Linked DNA regions of Hordeum vulgare: all the other regions are linked to region 1. A link is a contact called in public Hi-C data. All regions are on one chromosome and are shown on one strand. Each heading gives the region's core, a stretch centred on a gene start, on an enhancer-like site or on the middle of the called end of the contact. The rest is flanking DNA. Distances are from core to core; before and after follow the strand shown.

What was found. Hi-C and Micro-C count contacts between places; a contact is called where the count stands out from the background.
Region 2: a contact with region 1 is called in a Hi-C map of leaf, with 5 times the contacts expected there. The contact joins the promoter of LOC123426433 here to the promoter of LOC123426434 in region 1. A contact is called at or near these places in 4 of 6 Hi-C or Micro-C datasets (leaf and seedling).
Region 3: a Hi-C map of seedling shows a contact between it and region 1, with 3 times the contacts expected there. The contact joins the promoter of LOC123426436 here to the promoter of LOC123426434 in region 1. A contact is called at or near these places in 3 of 6 Hi-C or Micro-C datasets (leaf and seedling).

The regions. Positions count from the first base shown.
Region 1 is chr2H:407,025,959-407,030,832 of MorexV3_pseudomolecules_assembly, reverse strand. LOC123426434 (dnaJ protein ERDJ2) reads right to left here and starts at 2,073. Exons shown (of 11, transcript XM_045110274.1): 1 at 1,910-2,073; 2 at 1,554-1,786; 3 at 1,364-1,459; 4 at 557-677; 5 at 361-467; 6 at 43-260. The coding sequence starts at 1,739.
Region 2 is chr2H:406,029,536-406,034,409 of MorexV3_pseudomolecules_assembly, reverse strand. LOC123426433 reads left to right here and starts at 2,565. Exons shown (of 12, transcript XR_006622206.1): 1 at 2,565-2,782; 2 at 4,552-4,652; 3 at 4,740-4,874.
Region 3 is chr2H:407,830,549-407,835,422 of MorexV3_pseudomolecules_assembly, reverse strand. LOC123426436 (protein MICRORCHIDIA 4-like) reads right to left here and starts at 2,101. Exons shown (of 20, transcript XM_045110276.1): 1 at 1,697-2,101; 2 at 754-831; 3 at 561-595; 4 at 401-479. The coding sequence starts at 2,069.

The sequences.
Region 1 (4,874 bases), core at 824-3,323:
CAAATGCCCAGATATCAAAATGAGATGTTTGTATTTTCATACCTTGGAGCTAGAGATGGCTTCATAAAGTAATAGTAAGTGGACAGAGTTTGATGCATGACATAATTTCCAGTATACTTCGATGACCTTGATAAATAAATAACTGCTATCATTAAGGGGAAGAGTATGCAAAGCCCCACTATTCCTAGAAGCATTATCCCGCCAGATGCACCATCCATATTCAACAAGAACTTGGGCAAAGCGATGCCCATTTGGAACCCCTAATGCACAGATATACCAGAATATTCATGTGAGCTTCAGATGTTATACAAAAGGTTTAGCTTTCCACTAAGTGTTACAAATAACTAATGTTCACGTTACCTGGCGCCCATCTGGATGGCCATACTTCTCATAATTTTCACGAGATGTAGGATCAGTTAAAGCCTGATATGCCTTGGAGATAGATTCAACAAAGTACGTATGGGCCTCTGGGGAAAATGAAGGGCAAAAAATTAAGACAGACTGAACTTCTAAATATCAGAATATCAACTGTAGAACAGTGTGGAACACATTTTACCAGGATCGGGATTTTTATCAGGATGGTACTGAATGGAGAGTCTCCTGTATGATTTCTTGATTTCAGATTCTGATGCCCCTGGTTCAAGTCCAAGAATGCTGTATGGCTCAAATACTTGGACCTAGGAAACACAAATCATATAAAATCAATTATTAGGATCTTGCCCTGGTGAAATTTCAGGAAAAAAAGATCCTTCACACTTCAAGTATAGCATTATTTATGCATGTAATACCCAAAATTAACTAGCATAATTACGATAGAGACAAAAATGAACTTTGCAAAAATGCTTCTAGGAAATAAACCTAACTATGCTTGAGTACACAAACAAACTAAGTCCTGAAATCTACAATACCAAACTTCACAACAAGGCTTGTGCGTATGTGATTGTTTGACAATCTTCGAGAGAGCGAAACATTAGTGAGGCTTCAGAAGAACAAAGGGAAACTAAATCAGAACGAAGATATGCTAGCCTTTCTGGTATATCCCAATAAACTGGCTGGACTTGCTGCTAAAAAAAAGGAAACGGTGACTTGCTGCATCAAGGAACTACCAAAACATGAACATTGTGGTGACTGCTCTGGTAGGATAAAGGTGAACGTGAACTGAGTTGTAATTTTGGTTATCAGTTTGTTTCAGTATAGTCATCTACTAATCAAGACCATTCTAGATGAAGTAGCAGACAAAGGTCACATGAATAAGTATTAAATCCTTCTGTATCTAGTTCACAGCAGAGAAGAATTTTGAGTTAACTGCTTGAAGAAAAGAAAATTTGACAAGACAACATATACCAGCCAAAAGTTAGCATACCTCGCGGCTGCTGAGTTTGATGTAGTAAACCAGGAAGATCACAACGATCCAGAGAAGCAAAATGGTAAGGTTGCTCCACGTCGAGAAGTTGGATATCTGCACGACAAGAATCACAACACGATCATGGAGGAGTTAGCACCAGAATTCTACTGCTAGCCTCAGGACGAACAAACAGCCGCAGCCCACCCACCTTCTTGTAGATCGACTTCCGGTACTTTCCGGAGCGATGGCACCCGGAGCAGCGGCAGTGGATGGTCTTGGCCTTCTTCGTCGCCGCGTGGCACAGCCGCGTGATCGTGTAGGGCACCAGGGGCAGCGCGATCATGGTCAGGATGAATATCAGGAAGAGCGAGCTGTTCTCCTCCGCCGCCGCCATGGCTGCAGCTGCCGCTGCTGCCTCCCTTACTTAACTCGCGACTGCGACTGCGACGGCAAGAAAAAACCACGGAGTCAGCGTTGCGTTATCAGGACGCGGCGTCGTGTGGCGGCCGGCGGCGTCGTGTGGCGGCCGGCGGCGTCGTGTGGCGGCCGGCGGCGACGGCTCACCTTGGGCGGGGCGAGCGGGGCGTGCTCCGCCGGATCTGGTTATCGGAGAAGCGGATCTGGTCGCCAGACGAGGAGAGGCGAGATCGGGGAGGAAGGCGGTCGAGATAAGTTTTGCGGGGCCAGATGCGGCGGTGCCTCGCACCAGGACACGGAGCGAGATGTCAGTGTGAGAAAAAAAGGGTAAGTAACTGGTTTTAACTTGTGACCACACACGGCCCGGAGCGCGGTTGGTAAATCAGGCCAGGCCTTCGAATCGGCCACCGCTTAGCTGTGGGCCGGCCCAGTACGGTGGTTTCTGGCACCGGGCAGTGTGGTGTCAAAGTAAACATCTTACATTTTTTATACTCCAACTAGCAAAAGGGCCCGTGCGTTGCAACGGGAGAAAAAAATATCACACACTTTTAATTATTTTATAATCATTTTGATTTATTAAAATAATAAGCTAACTAACTAATGTAACTCGTCCATTATTAATTTCACCATGATGAGAAATTGAGCGGGACAAGCAAAGCAAAACAAAGAGGCTACGTAAATTGATCAATGAACTGTTATCTTATTTCACTCATGGGATGGAGAATGTGGGATCACATGACAAACTGAAGGTGGTGTTCCATTCTCTGTCTCTACAACAATACAATCTTACATTCAATACATTCATTCATCAGCAAACAAATCCTCACAAAACAAAATTTCTTGTCGGTGCTTGGCACACGGTTGGAGGCATGGGGAGGGGATCTCACCAGATGATGAGTTCGTGCCGGAGGGGGATATGATGAGGGGAGCAAGGGTTAGGCGCCTCTATCTGGCCATAAGAAGTCGTCGCTGCCGCGCCATAACCTCGGAGTTCCCCGTGTGAGCCATGGAGGCCCGCCTCCACCTGCAAGTACTTCGCTCCGCCGCGCCGCCGCCGTTCTGCATCGAGCAGACGCATCATCCCCAGTCACTGTAGCTGTCGCGTTGATTTGATCCAGAAGCTGTGCTCGAGCGCCGAAACGCGGGCAGCAACGGCAAAGGTACGGCCGCGGAGGCGGGTGGGTTGAGATCGACAACAGTGGTGGTTGAGGTCGGCCGCGGCGGCGAGTGGTGTGGCAGCGGCCTGGGCACAGGCCAGGATGGACCAGGGTCGACGCGATGCGCTCGAGCGCCGAAACGGGGGGCAGTGAGCGGGAAGAGGTACGACCGCGGAGGCGGGTGGGTTGAGATCGGCAGCGATGGCGGTTGAGGTCGGCCGCGGCGGCGAGTGGTGTGGCGGCAGCCTAGGAGCATGCCAGGGTGGCCCTGGGTCGACGGGAGGAGGCGATGCGTACGGGTATAATTTTTGCAGCGAATCGTCTTTTCCTTTTGCGTTGCAAATAAATGATGGAGCGCGGGTTGAATAACAAAAATTACAGGGTTTTTTTTATAAAAATGTCGCAGTGGGTTTTCCGACGGAAGCAATAGCCGCTTTATTATTGGGTATAGATATCAGCATGGTTTCTTGGCACCGGCCCGGAGTAGGATGTACTGCTTCCGTTCCTAAATATAAGTCTTTAAAGAGGTTTCATTAGTGGATTACATACGGATGTATATAGACATATTTTAGAGTGTAGATTCACTTATTTTGCTCCGTATGTAAACTCCTAGTGAAATATCTTAAAAGACTTATATTTAGAAACGGAGGGAGTATGAAGTAATTGATATCCTACCTAACATCAGCATGTAATTAATTATATTTTCAATATTAATGTGCATTGCATGTGCGCATTTTATATGTCATGTAACTCCTTGTATTAAAGTAATGATTCAAAGTTAAAATATAACACATAAGCTTTATTAAAAAAATATGTTCTTAGTCATTGAAGCCATTACAATTCATCTCTTTCACGAAGAATTTGTGTAAGAGCTTTTGTTTAGCAAGTTTTACATACTCAACCATGATATAGCCTTTTATGACTGCTAATATTCATGGTCACATTCTTGGAGGAAACGTTTCAATCACACACATAGGAAGATGAGGGGTTAATGTTATCACCGCCCAACTTACTTATCTCACGGATAATGTCAATAATGATAACCCATGATCACCTACATTCATATGGATATATATCTTTTCCCACCACATGATGCTTGCTAGAGGGTAATTAAGGGATGAAACAAGATAACATTATTGACTCTTGTATAAAAATAAAAATAAAAAGATTAAACTTTTACAAGATAGGCTCTTCGATAGGGAATCAGATGTTGTCATGCGCTTTTTGTTTTTGGATGTGCAAGCTCTTAATGCAAAGAAACAACACTTTATATTGTCTCTTGTGATAGCAAACTTTATTATGTAGTCTATCGTTTGTATTTCTTTACCATCACAAGATCGTGCAAAGCTTATTTACCTTATAATAAAAGATCATACATATTTAGGAGCAAATTTATTGCTTTTTACATCGATGACAACTTATTTGAAGGATCTTATTCAATCCATAGGTAGATATAATGGACTCTCATGGCAATAGACTAGGTTTAGGAGGTTGAATGTATAAGTAGTATCTCTACTTAGTATGAAATTTTGGTTAGCAAAAGATAGGGGCAAGCACCACATGTTAGAGGATCCATGACAATATAACTTCTATGTGAATATAAGCAAACATAACTCATTATTAGCAAACATCAACTTATTTGACCAAGCATAAACTATCTGATGGGGACTCACAATCATAAAAGATGTCCTAGATAGTATATTTATATGTGAAGCATTCATGTCATTATTCTTTCATGAATTGCAATCAATGACCAATGATATGTTTGTCAACTTCCAACAAATTTTACCAACTATACTTTTTATATGTGAAGTCATTGCTCCCCATGGGATTAGCATATGATATATGTCTTCTTTAAAAAAATCATTTCTGAGACTCAGACAAGAAATTAAATCATGAAAACTCAAAGTAATATTTATTATATAACTCTCAAACTCAATTACATAGATGGATAT
Region 2 (4,874 bases), core at 1,316-3,815, 1.0 Mb after region 1:
CGCGACCTCTTTGCCATGTGCCTCCCCCTCTTTGCTGTCTGCTAGCAGACGACAAAGGGGATGTGCACATAATGGAGCTCCCCACCGTTCGCTACCTCTCTCTCTCCACCACTCCCCACCTCTCTCCCCCACTCCCCACCTCTCTCTCTCTCCCCAATCTCCCCACCCCGCGCCGCCCCCTCCCTGTGCCCCCACCACCTTGACCTCCCTCCCGCACCCTCGCCTCGCCACCCGTCTGCAATGTGCATGCCTCAAACGTTTTGGTAGGATTTATTTACTAAACATTTATATTGCATTTTTAGTCATTAAATGTGTGGTGGCGTGTTCTCCTTGAGCTTGATGCTGATTGAAAGGGGCATCACTGGAGTTGGTGCCGACACGGAGGTCCCCCGACAGGAAGGGGTGTCCCCGACTACGACATACAAATATGTCAAAGAAAGAATTAGGTTCAAGGTGTTAGGCGGATATTTTGCTCTGCCTGCCTAAGCGGCACATATGCACATATATGTGTTTTGTACTAACAAGCAATGAGCAACACGGTTGGATCTTCCTGCATGGTCTTTGGTTCCTCCACAGGAAACCAAGGCGAGCCGCTGCCTCTTTGTATTACCTTCTTACATGACGATGGTTAGTGATTTGAACAATTGGTCCGGTATCCCTTGTGTATGTTCTTTGCTAAAAAAACTCACACCCCTTACAACAACTTCACATTAATCTTGTGCTTATCTTCTTCAATAGCCATGATCATTAAACAATGCTTTTATCTTACTACTTTATGCAAAGCAACAACATGTTATGATCTTTTTTTGACAAGACACATCTTGCTTTGGAGGGTTAGGCCGATGTCTGTGAGAGGTTGCAACACTTAATGCCTGGAAAAGAGCACGTATGTATGTACATAAGCAACAATTTGTTTTTTTTCCATTGGAAGCATCCATGATGTATGAAACAAAAAAAATAGTCAATCTCTTGTCACAAGAGAACCCTAATGTTACATGTTACATAAATAGTGGTGAATTACTAAATGAACCACAATTTAGTCCCTCATTATTTTCTTGGATCCATCATACATTTACTTTTGCAGTTGGAAAGCGAAATGTAAAGTTCAATCAGAGTTGTTTCCTATAAACTCAAAACAATGGCATATAATATTGTCTTACAGAAAATGAATATGAAAGAGAGGCACTCCAAAAGATCATGTGTAATTACAAGACCTTGCTTTCTGGACAACAAGGTACGGACTAAGAGCACGATCACTGAAGATGTTCTAGCAGCGACATGCAACTTGGTGCAATGTTGCTTGTCATGCACGAGGTCAGAAAAGTGATCATGATTTTTTCCATATGCATTATTGCTGGAAATCCTTCCATATATATAAGTGTACCTGACATCTCTAAGCATATAGAAATCTTGCAATTGATAGATGACATTTGCCTTCCGAATTAAATTTACGTGAACAAATGATTAGATGATACAAATGATTAGATGATATTTCTGGCACACGCACACTTCAAAACAATTGCTTTAGCTATAGTTGACAACTTCGTTCTTAGTCTCCCAGAAAGCTATAACGCAGATATAGCTTAGCTATGGCTAGCAATTTAAATTTAAATCATTGTAGTAAGTGAAGTGTAGAGAGGCACAAAATGATTGAGATAATTAATGCATCACTTCATTCTCTTGCAGGTCACCATATTACTCGTGTTATGCAGAGCCAAGGGGAATAGATAGAAATGTTGAATGATGTATAGATAGAGAAGGTGACCAACGACAAGTTTAATGAAAAAAGGGGCTAAATGAGTGCATGGTGTTTGTAAGAATAAAAGGAGGAAAATGTTTGCTTTTGTGTTGTGGTTGAACATTGCATGCAATGTGCTCGTTCTGAGGAAGGACCATGAGCATTATTTACAAATTCATTTGTTGATCTACAGTTTACTAATTAGAATAAACAGCAAAGTAAAAAGGGCTACATGACAAATATTTTACAAAATGCAGCCCACACATAAACAATCGATATCCATTTTTTTTCAAAAGATTTTTTTTATCAAAATACAGACGCAAACGCTTATATACATATGCATATACTCATCTCTATAAACGCGCACACACACTCTATTCCTATGAACCGACATATCATCTTAAGATTTATAAAGTCATCGTAGACACCTAGTCGTCGACGAAAGCAACTAATTTTATTAAAAACGCATCGTCGAAAATCTTAAAATAAATTCAAAAATAATACAAGCACACGACTTAAAACGTCTAATTTTGTTGCAATCGTTGAAAAAATTGCTATATCGCATCGAAATTTTGCTGCATCAGAGAAAAAAAGTTGCATGAAGATCCAACAGTACGGACGCGCGGGGTTGATGGATTGGGCGGCCCGGACGCGGCCGGCAGAAAGTTTCGACGGACGCGCCGGCGAACAGCACTGCCCATAAAACCTGAAAACAAACGCCAGAACACCGGTTGCATTGCTAAAAAAAAAAAAGGACACCGGTTGCACGCACGCAGGCTGACGCTGACACATACAGTAGCGACTGGCCCCAGTAGTCGCTCGAAGATTCTCACCCACGGGCACTGCCTTTTCCCAAAAGGCGGAAAGATGGGGCAGGAGGCGGATGCGGATGAGCAGCTGCAGCGGCGGCTCCGGCGGGTGTTCGCTGCCGAGGAGCGGTCGTTCCGCATGGATCGGCGCTCGCCGGCCGCTGCTGACCTCCGCTCCGCCGTCGCCGACGTGCTCCCCCGATTCCTCGGCAACTACTCCGACGAGACCCTCGCGGTACTGCCCCAAATATCCCCGTCCTTCTCTCGCACGCACGCGAGCCCTAGAACTTGCCAGTGCGGATATTTGGTGGGGGGATGCGGTTGCAGCTCGGTCCTGCGTGGTTCCGTGTGCTAATTGGTCCCGGGAATGCCACGATATGAGTGTGGACGGGCGGGCCTCCGCGTCTGGGGCAGCACCAAGGGGATTGGGGGTGGCTCCGAATGGACTATATGCGTGTGCTTGTTTGTTGAATGCTCTGCCTGGGTCGAGTGATTGGCACCGAACTGAAATTTAAGTTGGAGTGGTGATAGATTAGACTATCTATCTGGAACATTTGGCTTGTTCGACTTTCCCTAGGAACTCTATAGAAGTTAGGTATGGACTTCCCAGGATCACAATTCAGAAATGCAAGCCTTCTTATTGGTTTCGTCCCAGCCTCAACCGCATCCGCAGTGGTGCCAAGATATATCTGAAGTAGTTTTCTGTCATAATGGACCAGTGTGTTCTCTTAACCCTCATAAACAGTCCTTATCAATTTGACACACCTACCTCCTTTTGTCGCTGATAACCTTGATTCCTATTTCACAGGTCATTAACCTTTTGTAATTCACATAATTATTTTTTGTGTGCCTCTGCTCCATTGTTGCACCATACAATTTGCAAATTAAGCATTATAGTACACAAGCCTATAGATATTTCATAAAGCATAATTCATAATGTCACCAACACCTAACTGTGACAAAGCCAACGTGTTTGAGGCATAAATGTATTGTTGTAGTTAGGTTTATATGAATCTATGAGTCAAATATGACGGGACACTTATGATGAGTTTTGTTCAGTATTAACTTTCACCAGTTTTTTTAGGTGATTAAGATGTTTCTGGGTGCTGCTTCATTGACATGGAAGACTGTAGAGACATTGTATAATACCCCCTCCGATCACAAATATAAGATGTTCTAACTTTTTTCTGAATCGGTTGCATATGGACATGTTTTAGTGTGTTTGTTCACTCATTTCAGTCCGTATGTAGTCCTTATTGAAATAGCCAAAACATCTTATATCTGTGAATGGGGGGAGTAGTATTGAAGGCTGTAAAATGGATTGTAATGTTTTCACATCACCTTGAGATAAAGTGAACACATGTAGTTCAGTGCAATTTCAATTGTTCAATTATATTTGTAGATTGGTGATTTGACTAATTCATGATAATTAAGAGGATATTTGCATAAGAAGACATGCGAAGGGGCAGTAGAGGTCTTAACACATATCTAGTGATCATTTCCCTTTGAAAAGGGTGTATGTTCACCTGCAAAAAAGAAAAGAAAAGAAAAGGGTGTATGTTCCTTCTTGCATATACCCAATGTGTTTCCATTAGATTTTAGACATGTTCTCCTATAAGTCTGCCTGGAGCGAGACTTGAGGGTTTCTGTTAAACGGATTTAGCAAAGGGATTTTTTGGGTCTTAGTTTGATAGTCTCAAAGAAAGAAATATTGAAGCACAACCTTGGCCTCGTCACTTGATAAGTTAATGTTGGCTATAGATGGCAACTTTCCCAGTTCTTTATGTTGGTATGTTGTATGCCAGGTTTGAGGACTACGTCACTCTCTTTAGTGTAGTTGGTAGGATAACCGTGAGTTTTCATTGCATGTTTTGCCAAATACACAAGATTCGACTGTTTGAGTTCTTGGTATGTTTGTTTTCATGTTAATATAAACAAGATGCTTTATAGCTGTTGATTGCATAATGACTGATAATTCTTCTTTTCTGTTCTCCCTGACTAAAGGAGTACATTGTAATTTTAGTTTGTAATGGGAAACATCAGTATCAAGCACGCGATGATTTGGAGGCCTTTCTTGGTGATGATAGTGCAAAATTTGTTGCATGGTATTATAGCTGCCATTTAATCAATTAGTTGTGTTCTTGATATGTGTACTTCTATGAGGTCATGATGTTTTTTTCATGACTAAGCAGGCTTTGGGGTTACCTAAGCAAAACGGCTGTAGCACTGGCTGATGATTCTAGCGTGGAACATAGGCTGGAAAATGAAAGTCAGGACCGGAATGACAAGAAAAACCTTCTGGTCACAAAAACCCAATCCGGAGAGGC
Region 3 (4,874 bases), core at 852-3,351, 800 kb before region 1:
GTATAAGTTCATGTTTAGGTCTATCATGAGTCCAGCGGGAGGAGTCCGTAAAGAGAGATCTGGGCAGACCGAACTTGACATGGGAGAGTCCATAAAGAGAGATCTGAAGGACTGGAGTATCACAGAAAGAACTAGCCATGGACAGGGGTGCATGGAAGCTAGCTATCCATGAGCCAGAACCATGAGTTGGTTGCGAGATCTTACGGGTTTCAGCTCTAGCCTACCCCAACTTGTTTGGGACTAAAGGCTTTGTTGTTGTTGTTGTTAAGCGAGACATGTTACTTTTGGTAACTTGATCCAGGTAGAGATATTCTTATTTTCAATATGTTTCCTAGTCAAATAACAAGAACGAAGTACATGTCATCATCGGTATAAATAAACAGGACAGAATTCTTTGCACCTTCAACAAGGAGCATTCTTGTTTTGTCTTTACTGTTCTCCAACATGTCAATGTTCACAAACGTAGCTCCATTTCTAACCTGAAAAAGGAACAGCCAATCAGTAAACAGGCAAGGATTTGATTCTACAGACTAGAACAACTTATATCTTCTCTAGCTTACTTCATCAAGTGAGTTGTCCAGAAGCTCAGCCAAAGCTGTAACATTGATCAAAGTATATATTAGCCAACTGATATGATCAAAGATTGAAGGGTGATGTGAACAAAATGCATTGCTGATTGGTGTGTCTGCTTAAGTGTTTGTGTGAGAAAACAAGAAAGATAAGAACAAGGTGAAACGAAGATGATGACCATACCCCCTAGAGCCCACTTGTGGCTAGTTGCATTTGAGTGCAAGAATTTAGGATGCACGCGGACATGCTCCAATCCAGATGCTGAAATAAGTAGGTGAGAATACAAAAAGTAAGACGAACATGCCTGTTGATATTTTTAATGGTGAAGAGAAAAAAGGTAACAAGTTCCCAAGAAATTTCTTTCCGTCCATTCAACAAGGCTCATCCCTATTGAAACACATAACTATCTAAGATAAATAAAAAATATGCCAACTGAGCTGCTATCCTCCATCAGATAAAGCCAGGACATTGATTGAAATGAGAATGTTTACAGCCCACGCAATTAGAAGTATATTCCATCTTATTGCTTGACATATTCATGCACTTGGTTTGAGAAGTATCAGCACAAAACTATGCAGATGTACAACTTGTGGTACATTAATTCGCTTAGGGCCTTGTTGGATGCTGGCATTCATCAAAAGCTGGCCAAAATGCCCTGGCAGCAGTCGGAAATGGTTTACAATGAAATCATGGACAGGAGCATCAAAGACATTTTCTATGCTAAATGTAGTCTTGGTTTGGTCGAAGTTGATCTCGTTGTGATCCACTCCACAATGCAAACCCAGAATATTATGTTTTGATAAAAATGATGAATGGTCCGCCGTTCATACAGGTAGGGTTTATTTGTGTTCCCCATTCTATTCGCACGCTATTTGTTGCAAGAATCTCAAATGTCAGATCGCGTGAGTTTCCTCAGTAAAGAACCAAACGGCTCAGATTCCTAAAGCATTGGCGCACCGCTCAACCTTCTGCACGTATAAAAATTAACAGGAAAAAAAGGGGAAACGGGAAGAAAAATTCGCTCTTAAATCTAATTAGCCATGTCTGACGGGAACACCGCATGCAGATAAAGCAATGAGAACAGGCGGTGGCTTCACACGAATAGTAAGAAGATGAAATATAATACCGGATGGCGGCGGCTCCACAGCCCCAGCCGGGTTCCCGTCGTAGTCCCCGGCCTTCCAGAACTGCTTCGTCGTGGCCCTCGGCGGCTGCGGAAGCGCGGGTAGCGGATCGAGGAAGCCAGGGGGCACGTCCACGCCGACCACGGCCCCCGCGGAAACCCTAGCCCGCTTCCCCGCGCCGCTGTCCCTCGCCGCGCTGCGCGACCGCTTTGCGCTGCCGCCAACGCCGCCGTCCGAATCGGAGTCGCTGCTGCTTAGCTCTATGAACTGCACCGGGGCACGCGGTCCACTGCTGCCGGAGGCGGCGGCCGCGGCAGTCGCCGGCGGCGTGAGGCGCTCCTCTGGCGCCTCAGTTTTCACCACCCGGGGGTTCATGAGCGAAACCGAAAGGTGGAGGTGGTGTGTGTGTGGGGGTGGGGGGGGGGGGGGCGTAAATCCGGGCCTCTTTTCCTGATTTCTCGAGTTTTATTTTGCCCTTTACATCCCCGAGGACTTTTATAGTGCAACGCTGACCTGTGCCCCATGATGAGCACCTTTGGTGGAGGCCACCTGTCAGTGGCCGCCCAACTTTGGCAGGTGGATTGAAGAGCGATATGCCAGTGTGGTAAATGTAGCCCCGAAACAGCTACTACACCATGAGTAGTACGTTCGATTTCCCCGACTATTTAACCCGTGTCGTTCACAGATGGCCACACGCGCGGAATTGTCGGAGCATCTACGGCCCCTGTACGCCGCTCGGTCAGTCCAGACACTTGTCCACTACACCAAGCATAAATTTCCTAAAATCACACAGCTAATTGTACACGAGATAATTAGTAACCTTCGATCGAATCAACTACGTACACACATCCTGCTGCCCATATTATGACAATGGTCTACCACCAGATTAACGTGTCAAAACAATTATTCTACAGAGCACACATCATGGTCTGCCAACCATCCTACCTCTCCGTGTCACCCCGATCCCCTCAACTCAACCCAACCCAACACCCTCATTTGTGAATGGGGAGTGATCTGCGCCGGCGCGCCGGCCGAAACTTTCGACCGGCCGCGTGCGGGCCGCACGATCCACCAACCCCGCGCGTCTGCACCGTTGGATATTCATGCAACATTTTTTCTTCCGATGCAACAAAACAAAAATTGTAGCAAAAAAAATATCTACATGATCGTAACAAAAAACGAATCTGATGGTGCGTGGTAGCAAAAGTCAAACACCGGTTGTAACAAATATCTACATGAACGTGTATGCAACTTTTTTAGTGAACGGTTGCAGCAAAAAATGATGTCGGTTGTAGCAAAAGTAAAAAACATTTATAACAAAAAATCCGACGAACTGAAGTTGCAACCAAACGTATATGCAACTTTTTTACTGGACAAATGTAGTAAAAAACGCTTGCAACAAATATGACGCTGTTTGCAACAAATTTAGACAAAAAATGTTGCATCCACTGACCAGCGTGCGAAAAATGTTGCATGGGCCCGCACGCGCGAGGGAGCGACCGACGCGTCGGTTCGGCCGGCGCGCCGTATGGAAACGTTTCCCTTTGTGAATCGATTCCACTTGAATCGTGCTTCCCGGCCCATTCTTTCTCTACGCCCCAGATCAAGAAGGACCGGATTCGCATAACCATGGCGGCGTTGTCGTTGTCACCGTCGTTGTGGGTCATCGTTGTTGTTGTTGTTGTTGTTGTTGTAGTTGTTGTAGTTGTTGTTGTTGTTGCTATTGTTGTTGCTCTTGTTCTTGATATTGTTGTTGTCGATGGTGATGTTGTTGTTGTTGTTGCTCTTGTTCTTGATATTGTTGTTGATGTTGATGTTGTTGTTGTTGTTGTTGTTGTTGTTGTTGTTGTTGTCGTCGTGTTTGTTCTTGTTTTGTTGTTGTTGTTGTTGTTGTTGTTGTTGTCGTCGTTGTTATTGTCATTGTCGTTGTTATTGTCGTCGTTGTCATCGTTGTTGTTCTCGTTGTCCTTGTTGTTATCGTTGTTATTGGTGTTGTTATCGTTGTCTTTATCATTGTTGTTGTCATTGTCGGTCATTGTCGTTGTCGTCGTTGTTGTCCTCGTCATTGTAGTCACTGTCATTGACATTATTGTTGTTATTGTCGTCATCGTTGTTATTGTTGTTATCGTTGTTGTCATTGTCGTCTTTGTTGTTGTCGTCGTAGTCATTGTTGTCTTTGTTGTTGTCGTCGTAGTCATTGTTGTTGTTGTTGGTGGTGGTGGTGGTGGTGGTGTCGTTGTCTTTGTCATTGTCACTCTCGTTGCCTGTCGCTGTCGTTGTCGTCGTCGTTGTTGTCATTGTCATTGACATTATCGTTGTCATTGTTGTTGTCGGTATTGTTGGTGTTGTTATCGTCGTTATTGTCGTCATCGTCGTTGTCGTTGTTATTGTCGTCGTCGTTGTCGTTGTTGTTATCGTTGTCGTTGGCGTCGTTGTCGTTGTATTTGTCGTTGTTGTTTAGTGGGGCCCCTGGCCCACCTCTGGCGATCATCTTGTGGTATAAATTCTCTTTTACCCTGAGACAAATAAGAGGTGGACTTTCAAGACGAAGCGTCGCCGTCTCGAGGCGGAACCTGGGCAGGAGCACTTTTGCCCTCCGGCGGAGCGATTCCGCCGGAGGAACTTCCCTCCCGGAGGGGGAAATCAAGATCGTCGTCATCACCAACAACCCTCTTATCTTGGGAGGCCAATCTTCGTCAACATCTTCATCGGCATCATCTCCTCTCAAAAACCTAGTTCATCTCTTGTACTCAATCTTGTACCGGAACCTCGGATTGGTACATGGGGTGTGACTAGTAGTGTTGATTGCATCTTGTAGTTGATGCTTTGTGGTTTATTTGGTGGAAGATCATATGTTCAAATCCATTATGCTATTTAATACCTCTTTGATCATGAACATGTTTATCACTTGTGAGTAGTTACTTTTGTTCTTGAGGCCATGGGAGAAATCATGTTGCAAGTAGTCATGTGAAGTTGATATTCGTTCGATATTTTGATCATATGAATGCTGTGATTCCCTTAGTGCTGTTATGTGAATGTTGACTACATAACATTTCACCATACTTGGCCCTAAGGGAATGCATTGTTGAGTAGTAATTAGAGGGTGGGTTGCGAGAGTGATAGAAACTTAAACCCCGGTCTATGCACTACTTCGTAACGGGTTGATTTGGATCCCTATGT